Linked DNA regions of Zea mays: all the other regions are linked to region 3. A link is a contact called in public Hi-C data. All regions are on one chromosome and are shown on one strand. The core of a region is the stretch at or near the end of the contact, and the rest is flanking DNA. Distances in the headings are between cores, read along the strand shown. Region 1 holds the start of LOC100382467. Region 2 holds the start of LOC100280950. Region 3 holds the start of LOC100286133.

Evidence for each region. A called contact is a pair of places that touch in the nucleus more often than the background predicts.
Region 1: a Hi-C map of leaf shows a contact between it and region 3, with 2.4 times the contacts expected there. The contact joins the promoter of LOC100382467 here to the promoter of LOC100286133 in region 3. A contact is called at or near these places in 3 of 25 Hi-C or Micro-C datasets (ear, leaf and tassel).
Region 2: a contact with region 3 is called in a Hi-C map of tassel, with 6 times the contacts expected there. The contact joins the promoter of LOC100280950 here to the promoter of LOC100286133 in region 3. A contact is called at or near these places in 8 of 25 Hi-C or Micro-C datasets (bundle sheath, ear, endosperm and 3 more) and 2 of 3 datasets of contacts at active chromatin or transcription factors (leaf and seedling).

Annotation. Positions count from the first base shown.
Region 1 is chr10:119,596,392-119,599,416 of Zm-B73-REFERENCE-NAM-5.0, reverse strand. It overlaps LOC100382467, which reads right to left and starts at 1,305. Exons shown (of 5, transcript NM_001175207.1): 1 at 1,138-1,305; 2 at 1-1,009. The coding sequence starts at 964.
Region 2 is chr10:119,193,134-119,196,188 of Zm-B73-REFERENCE-NAM-5.0, reverse strand. LOC100280950 reads left to right here and starts at 1,671. Exons shown (of 5, transcript NM_001153870.2): 1 at 1,671-1,872; 2 at 1,954-2,030; 3 at 2,112-2,293; 4 at 3,036-3,055. The coding sequence starts at 1,789.
Region 3 is chr10:119,370,996-119,374,071 of Zm-B73-REFERENCE-NAM-5.0, reverse strand. LOC100286133 reads right to left here and starts at 1,577. Exons shown (of 15, transcript NM_001159021.3): 1 at 1,213-1,577. The coding sequence starts at 1,394.

The DNA of each region.
Region 1 (3,025 bases), core at 56-2,555, 230 kb before region 3:
CATGCGAAGTACTGCCATCTTCAACCTTGCCATTCAGAACACCACTATCTTCAGGCCTCCCATCTGAGACCTTTTCACCTGAGGATACTGGCAAATGTTTTGTCTCTAACTCTTGAACACCATCAGAAGAATCATTGTTGCTATTATCTTCACCATTCAAAGCTTGCTCGACTACATCTGAATTAGACACCACACTATTCTCCTGCATTTTGCTTGCCTCATTTTCATCCTTCGCCTCTTGCGAAGCATCAGCTTTCTGCTGGACATTGCTGTTAGAACTAGCCTTTGACCCAGTATCCTCCAGCTCCGACTCCCCCATCGCCTCCACCTTCGATGATGGTCCCTCCCCAGCCACCCCTGACACCCTACTGCCAACCTCGTCAATCCCACCACTGCTTCGGCGCTCCCGTTTGAACCCAGGAGCCCCATTGTCATCATCGTCATCATAACTCCGGATATCAGAATACCGCCTGTTCCTCCCCCTATCCTTTGCCCAATCTGAATACCTATTGTCAGCCCCAAATTTCCTTTTCCCCCTTCTATTGTAGTTACTACTGTTGCTGCTACTGTAGTCACCACCACGGTTCCGCCGCGAGCTGGCATTACGAATACCACACTCATCATCGACCTGCCGCCGGCCATTCCTGGCCCCGTGGTAAGCTTGGGCTTCCAAAGTCACGGAAAGCGGAGGCGGAGGAGGAAGCTGGCCCCACCCTCCAGGGACGACTGTCCCGCTGCGTTGCTGCAGGGAGCCCGGTGGGAGCACGCCCTTCGCCAACAGGTACTCGGCAGCGAGGCGGCCTGCCTCCATGAGCACCTCATACTTGTTCTGCAGCGGCAGAGACAGCGCCGCCGACGGGAGGGGAGACGGCGGGTAGAACTGCTTCCGTCCGCGGCTGTAGGCGCCGCCGCCGCGCGCGAATGGCGGCATGCGGCTTCGACTGCCAGCGTGCTGGTACTGCATCCTCGAGGACTGGTACCCGGATCGCGGCGGAGGCAAGCTCACGCCCTGCTGGTGCGCCCAATCCATTCCCGAATCCCGAGCGGTGGCGGAATCAGATGCGGCGAGAGCAAGTCAAGCAAACAAAATCGGAGACGAGGAATGGACAAAATAAACTGAGGGCGTGCGAATCGAACCCTAGGGCCTAGGCGCGACGAGGTCTCAGGAGTTGGCGGCAGCGGCGAGGTCGCCGGCGGTGACCATCGGAGCCGCGTCAAACGGAGTCAGGGTTGGCGTCACTGAGAATTACAAATTTCGCTGTTTCTTCTTTTTGAGAGAAAATGGGAAAAAGTTTGAGAGTGATCTGTGAGAACAGTTCGATGTTTCGTAGTAGTCAAGAAGTTTGTTTCCTTTCTGCTTTTTTTCTGGTCGGTCGTTGCGGTTGGGGCGAGCTTTGGGGTCACACGTGTTCTCTTATCGCGACAGTGGATGTGGTTGTTGGGAGACAGACAGGTGGGCCAGAGACTGCTTTGGTCGGTTTGTCAGTAGAGAATGGATCATCTGTGTGCAGATTGCGATTCGGATCAGGGTTAGGTTGCACACGTTTAGGGCTTGTTCAGTTTCATTGTAATCTATATGGATTGAGCAAGTTAAAAAAAATTATAATATTTTTCAATCTCTTTCAATCTATGAATTATAAGAATAATCGAACAAGATCTTAAAAAGTGTAACACACTGATTTTTAGGCTAACACTCGAACGATTGCAGATCAAACATCCAATTGTTCCTAGTTTCTCAATTGGGTTCCCTTGTTTTTAGCTTATGGCCACTAGCTTTTGGACTTTTTATAATCCAAACAATCCCATAAGCCAAAACCCAAAAGCCTAAAAGTTCATCCTAGTTAGCTTTTGATTCTTAGTTTTCCATAGTTTTTCACTTTTAAATGGCCCGAAAGCTGAAATACAACGAGAAGCTGAAACAAACGACCCAAAAACATCTCGACCCACTTCCAATCCCCACTCTAAAAAATATAGTTTAACTAATTTGGAAGCTCTACCAATCCTCTAATCCCATTTCTCAACTCCTAAGGTTGTTTCCAGCCGATCATGTATACAGTCATACAAAATATCGTTTATAGAATGAAATTTAAAATAAGAGATATGATAGGATGGATAAGTTGTTAGAGATAGTCTAATAAAGTCAACCACGCGATAAGAGAAAAGGAGAAATCATTCTTGCAAACTTCGATATAGGTGTGGAAATGAACCAAGCTAAGTTTGATTTGGCTCGTGGCGGCTCTGTTAAGTGGCGAGCTAAGCTCCTGTAAAACATGTGAGGGCATTTGGGGATTCTCAGTTAGTTGTCCAGTAAATTTTAGAGAAATATCAATGTTCAGATGACACTTTAAATAGTCATAATCCGTTCTTTTGATGAATTCGATATTCGACATATATCCAGAGCTGAGAATTGCAGAGCTAATAATTTGACGCAAGATACATCAGGTTATTGAATAAAGCGAGGGAGATTTCACAATTCTGAAAGTCTCATAACCGGCTGCGCCAAATTCCCATGTCGCGGACCGTCCGAGCAAGGAGTCCGGACTGTTCGACGGTACCAGGGATGTCTCCTTAATCAATTCGGCTAACAATATAGCCGATGCAATTGATTGTAGGACGCCTATAATTAATTACCTACGTAATTCGAGTGTTAGGATAGACAGTAATGTTTGACGTACAACTTTCAAATATATATTAATTGATAATAAACTTTATCGCCAAACTGTTGACGATGTCCTACTTAAATGCTTGTGTCCAGATGATGCTATCTTAGCTATGGCCGAAGTGCATGAAAGGATTTGTGGTACTCATCAGTTGACTCCAAATATGAAGTGGTTGGTGAGAAGATCTAGTTTCTATTGGCCTCACATGATAGCTGATTGTCAAGTTTGTCGGAAGTTCAGTGACGTGCAGCTAGTCCCTGTAGCCGAACTAGACCCTATTGTCAAACATTGGCCCTTTAGGGGGTGGGGTTTGGACTTTATAGGAGAAATTCATCCTTCGCCATTAAAAGGACATCAGTTTGTGT
Region 2 (3,055 bases), core at 422-2,921, 180 kb after region 3:
TATCTCTTAATACCCTTTATTTTATGTTATCTTATATCATCTATTAGAATTTAATTACGAAGATTTAACCTTCGTAATTATGTTCTCGTCAACCTTCGTCCATGATTCATTATCCTCATGGGAATATTGTTTCATGGACGAAGGACGTTAACATTTAACATTTTATGTTGCCTTGTTCTTAATTCATAGCATTTGAGAACAAGTCCCCAACAGTCTAGGTGACCGTTTGAGAGAGGGAAAGGGTTGAAAGAGACCCGGTCTTTGTGACCACCTCAACGGGGAGTAGGTTTGTAAGAACCGAATCTCGGTAAAACAAATCACCGTGTTCATCCGCTTTATTTCTTTGTTGATTTGTTTTCCCTCTCTTTCGGACTCGTTTCTATTTCTAACTCTAACCCCGGCTTGTAGTTGTGCTTAAGTTTGTAAATTTCAGATTCGCCCTATTCACCCCCCTCTAGGCGACTTTCACATTCCACTAAAATAACTATTTTTTGGATTAGATATTTCATTCAAGCATTTTCTCATCTACCGATTCGTGCAGGGGTGCGGACCGACGTTGGCCGAGTGGGAGACACAAGCTCCCACTTAAATTTTTTGGTTTAGTGGACTTTTTACCTTATTTACTACAGTTACAAAGGTTTATTTGTTAACAACACTTTATTTAGGCCTTCACTTATATTTGGGCCCCACTCAATATTTGGGCTGGATACCCTGGACTCAGTGGATTCCTTACAAATTCTGCTGATCATAGCACTTAACTCAATGTTTTGGTTGTGGCTACGACGTTCAATTTTTTTCTCTTAATTAATTATTACTTCCATTTTAAGTATTAGATTTTTAACTAAACCATGTCAAATAAAAAATAACGGAGAAAGTATTTGTTTTTGATTATAGGACTAAGGAGGAAATTTTTTCTTTAAAGAAAGGAAGAGTTTCTAAGGGCATGTGCAACCCACATAAATGTTCCGTATCTTAAAAGGTATTAAAGGGGTAAGTGGAGAAAAACACAAGAGACGATATCTTAGTGAAGGAACGTCTCTAGCACGGTTCTCTGAGTTTAGATACGGTCCTAGCCATACAATCTACATAAATAAGTCATATTTTGAGAGGTTCTAATGAATAAGATGTAAGATTTAAATACAATTGGTTGTATATAGATGTTTTTTATATATACTCCCTACGATGTAGTATTAGATGTCATTCTGTATGAATAAGTGTAGTGTAATAAAATATGTCATTCTACGATATAAAAGTAGTATTGTCCAGTTTTACCGTGTCTTCTTTATCATGGCTGGCTACGTGCATACAAAAGAGAACGTTGGACCCTATTTAATATGGGTGTGACTGGAAATTTATCTCTCCATTACTTATTACTTGGTATATGTGAAATAATGTCTAAAACGACATCTAATACTAAGTATAGCGTTTGGAGAACAACAACAGCTATGCAAGCAGTCCTTCTGTGCAAGCGTGCAAACAAACCATCTGATACATTAGATTACGATCCAACCACAGATACAACCATAGTTTGTTAGAGTTTTTTTATAAAAATTATTGAGCTATTGGTGGAAGAGTTTAAGTGTTAAATGTGACCTACAATTAAATCACAATCTAATAGATTAGATGGTTTAATTGCATGTTTAAATAGAAAGACTGCTTACATAAGAGTCGTTGCCCGCAAAGGGGACTGCTCCGAATTCCCCACCAGGCCACAAGTCCTAGTTCCAAAACCCTCTCTCCTCCCCGTCCTACTCGTACCCCATAGCCAATTTCCCTCCTTCGCTGCCAATGGACCTCTCCGCCGTCCAGGCCGCCCTCTCCGACAAGTCCTACACCGCCGTCGCCTCCCTCTGCGACGAGCTCCTCCTACAGGTACCCTTCTTGCCTCTCTCCCAATCGCACCCCACATCCGCACAAGGGTTAGCGCTCCGTCTCACGCGATTGATCTCGCAGGCCGCGTCCAAGGGAACCAATACCGACGAATGGCCCTACTCTGTCCACCTCCTGGCCCACCTCTACATCAATGACCTGTATGCGATCCGCCGCCCTTGCCCTCGTTTTTTCCCCATCCTTTTGATGCCTTGGTGTTGTTGTGACTTGGGAGTGAGCAGGAACAGCGCGCGGTTCTTCTGGAAATCGCTGCCGCAGGAGGTGAAGGACACGCGGCCGGAGCTCGCCGCGGTCTGGAGGATTGGTCAGTGCCTCTGGAACAGAGACTATGCTGGTGTCAACACGGCCGCACAGGGGTTCGAGTGGGGCCCTGACCTCACTGAATTCATCACTGCCTTCCTAGGTATAGGGCTTGCTTTTGTTGTTATGAATGGCATAGAACATTCCTATGATTATGTGCAAAGTAGCGAAGCTAAACTTGAATTGTTTGCTTTCATAGAGATTTGGTAGTGGCATGGGTGGGTAGAGGCTGTTGAACATATTGTCACCATGGATTTGTAGTGGGAGAATCTATCTATAGAGTTGGTCTGCACTGAGAATCATATATCCTCTGTGAAAATGCTGATGGAGAAGTTCGCAGGGGAGCTTCATGGCTGTTCTATGATACTCTGATTCATTCTGTCAAATTTGTTCTCCAAGGTATCAACTGGCCCTAGTGCTTTGTGTTTCAGTAAGATAGTATTTTTCATGCCAACAAATCGGGTACTTGTTGTGCTATATTGATATCATACCATAACATGACAAATGCTGGCGTAGAATGTACCCTTTGACATAGTATGTTGTGAAGAAGTTATGACTGTCATCTCTGCATCTTCTGTTCAAAAATTGTAAAACTGTAAGGGTGCCTCTTAATTTAGTGACTATGGCAGAATTTATTAAAAACAAAATTGAGACATTTAATGATTTAATGATATTCTTCCTCGTGTTTTCTGTAAGGAAAGTATGATTTCCAGTGTTTTGACATGGCAAATGGTTTTGTTTTTCTAGCTTGATTGTTTGGAAACTGATCAATGCTTGTTTTTTAATAACGTGAGCTTAACTAGTTAAGGATTTGAGGTGAATATCTGGTCTTTGTTGTAATGCAGAGAGCTACAGACAAAGGATA
Region 3 (3,076 bases), core at 328-2,827:
GCTTTTCCCCATAAAAACTCTGTTCCTGAACTAGCAGCCAGCACACATATGATGGAATCACCTTGTTTTTTTCCTAAAGAAAAAGGAGCATTCCACAACTATTTTAAGTCAAAGTTGCTTTCTTGCATACGTTTGACACATTTGAATCCTTGGATGGCCAAAGCATTAATATAAAATCCAGGTATGAATTGATTGTCTTGTTTGTTTACTCAAGTAGTAAATGTCATTCATCTGTTTGTCTTCATTCAAATGTCCACGTACCCTCTGAATTACATAACATTTAAAAAACACTGCTTATGTCATGTGCGAAAATTATTCAAGACATACAATTAGGAAATTAGGGGACAAAATTGGCTCCTAGACCCAAATTAGGATAAACTAACACCAAATGCAGAATATACCCCTAACAAGAACACGGCAATTCCAAATGAATGCATCGTCCACTCCAAACAAATAAAAACTGGTAGTACCAACATCGAAAGGAGCAATTCAAATTGCACAATGGAAGGGATTACCGAAGAAATACAAAGTTGAGCAATGAAAATGAAAGTCCATTTTGAACACAGAACAAGAACAAGAAGATATATACTAATATATGAATGAAAATACTAAAGGTGACGTCCCACTTGCTTAGTTTTTACATAGCCATATTGACATGCAGCAAATGTACTAACACAGAAACACAAAAGGACGAACAGTAGATGTCAAGACGAAGCGTTGCTTGAAATATCACAGCTGCAACAAGAGAAAAATTTAACTACACAAGAAAAGCGTTCTCAAACCAAAACCAGAGCACCGAGTCGAAAATAAATAAAATACTCTGAACAATCAATGATCCACGATGTAAAAAACCGCGCCGTCGTAACCCACAACGGTGGGGAAGTAATAAGGAAAAACCAGCAATACCAAACAACCGATCCTTCGAGAACAAACGCTCCCAGCACATTGATCAGAACCGAAAACGAGAGCACCGCATTAGCTACAGAACAGAAACAAGGGAATTGCAATTTGCAGCAGGGAGGGGCCGAGCTCCAATACATGGCCCTGAAAGCCCCATCCCTCAAAACCTAACCCGCACGGATAAACCGTCCCGGTCACCACCCTCACGCCAGATCACCACCTCCCGATCAAATCCAATCCAGCCGGCACCGCTGGCTGAAACAAGTCACACACAGGCACACCAACAAAGCGGACAGGGGAGAGGGCGCTCACACGGCACGGTCGGCGTGCTTCCCGGCCTTCCAGTACGCGTAGGCCATGGAGAACTGGTACTGGTCGGTGAGCAGAGCCGTCGCCATGGGGTTGGTGGGCGCTCCCACCGGCGCCGCCACCCCCACGAGGGAGCCGTTGCCGTTGGCGTGGGCGCTCGCGGGCGGCGCCGACGTCGCTGCCATCCTGGCCTCCCCTCACGGGCGAGCTTCGGGAAGCGTGGAAGGTGGCTCCGCCTAGGGTCCGCTTGGCTGGAGGGGGCGGGAGAGGCTGCGCCGGGAGGGGACCGGAAGGAGGCGGGAGGAGACAACTGGAGACCGGATGGATGCGGAGGCGGAGAAGGCAAGGAAGGGACCAGAATGGAATTTGGGAGCTTGGCCGGGAGCTTGGCGGTATTTATATGTTGGAATACTTTGCAGACTTCTAGGCATGCACCAGGGGAAACAGGCAAATTGCACCGATACCCCTGTTAGTTGTTGGCCGTAAACTCGTCACTAGACAAGTGTTTGAATGTCAAAAGAAGGTACAATCATGAATTGATGTTTGATACTTTGATCCCTTGACATTCGTTTAGTGGCACACCGGACACGGCATCCATGCTTTGCTGCCATGAGTATTTGGCAAATTGTGGCTCCTTTTCTTTCAAATTTCTTATTTGATGCACATGTTCTCTAATTTTCCAACGGCCATTTAATCGTGGTGTCTCGTGCGACATCGACGACCTTCGTTGTTAACATTATCATCTAGAAATTGCATGTCCTAGTATAGGTCCACGAATTATCCAAGGTGTAACAAATAGCAAGGCAAAGAAAACGCGCAATAAACTTCCCGACGTAGTTGAGTGCATGTTTTTTCCCTTTGGGACAACGCATGCATATTGCCCTAATAGTTGCTAGAAAGAAACTATATAACGACAAAGTACATGTATAACTTTATTCGCTTGGATGACATAACGACGCTATCGATTGTCCTCACTAAATATTCCGTAATGTATGTAGTACACTCCAATGCGTCACTGTCTTAGGCCATGTGCGGGAACCAACAGATTTTTAGAATCTGGACAGTGCGTATTACCTAAGAAAATTCAACAATAGGTTGATAACTAAGACTATATCTCGCAACACATTATCCAAGATAGAGAAACCGGGGTGTTTGAGTTTTTAGTAGATAAAATTTTTACGATCACGAGAATTCACACACGTAACCAACATGGCCTGAGACTACTACCTTTGGTGATTTCTCATCACTATTACAGTTCATCAAAGGTCTCGTGTTCTAGAGTTCCATAGATAAAATAACATCGGTCCACAATGCAGTTAATATGAGAATTTTGAATCAAACAGTTCGCGGATAAAAAAACCTTGGTCCATAAGCACTGCATTTATAATCAGAATCTCGTTGATAATATGGGGATTTTTTTTAACCAAACAAAACCTTTGTCTCAAAATGGATTTTCGGAAACGCCTAGGACCGAATCAGAAATCCAGGAGTCCTCACTCCGCTGATTTCCATTTCCGTGCTGTCCCTTTTTGGACCCATATATAGCCATGGTGACGACCACTTTTACGCCTTTTCCCCTGTGGCTGATACAGAACAAAAACCTACTCGTGCACACGATCTTTGGGGCCCCCAAGCGCGTCGGTCCTACTGTCAGGGAGCGTCTTTTTAACTTTGCGTCCAATTTTACACAAGCGCACGGACGAGAGATACCAGGTGGCGCGCGGTTGGTGGAGGCGGCTTTCGCTTTTGGCCTTTTGGGTCCGCGGAAATGCACGCATGCTCACGCGACGCACCTCTCCTTCTGGTGGCCTGGCAGGCCTACAGGAATCTTCCTAGATCGTGGATCCCGTCGCCGTGTTGCTGCTGG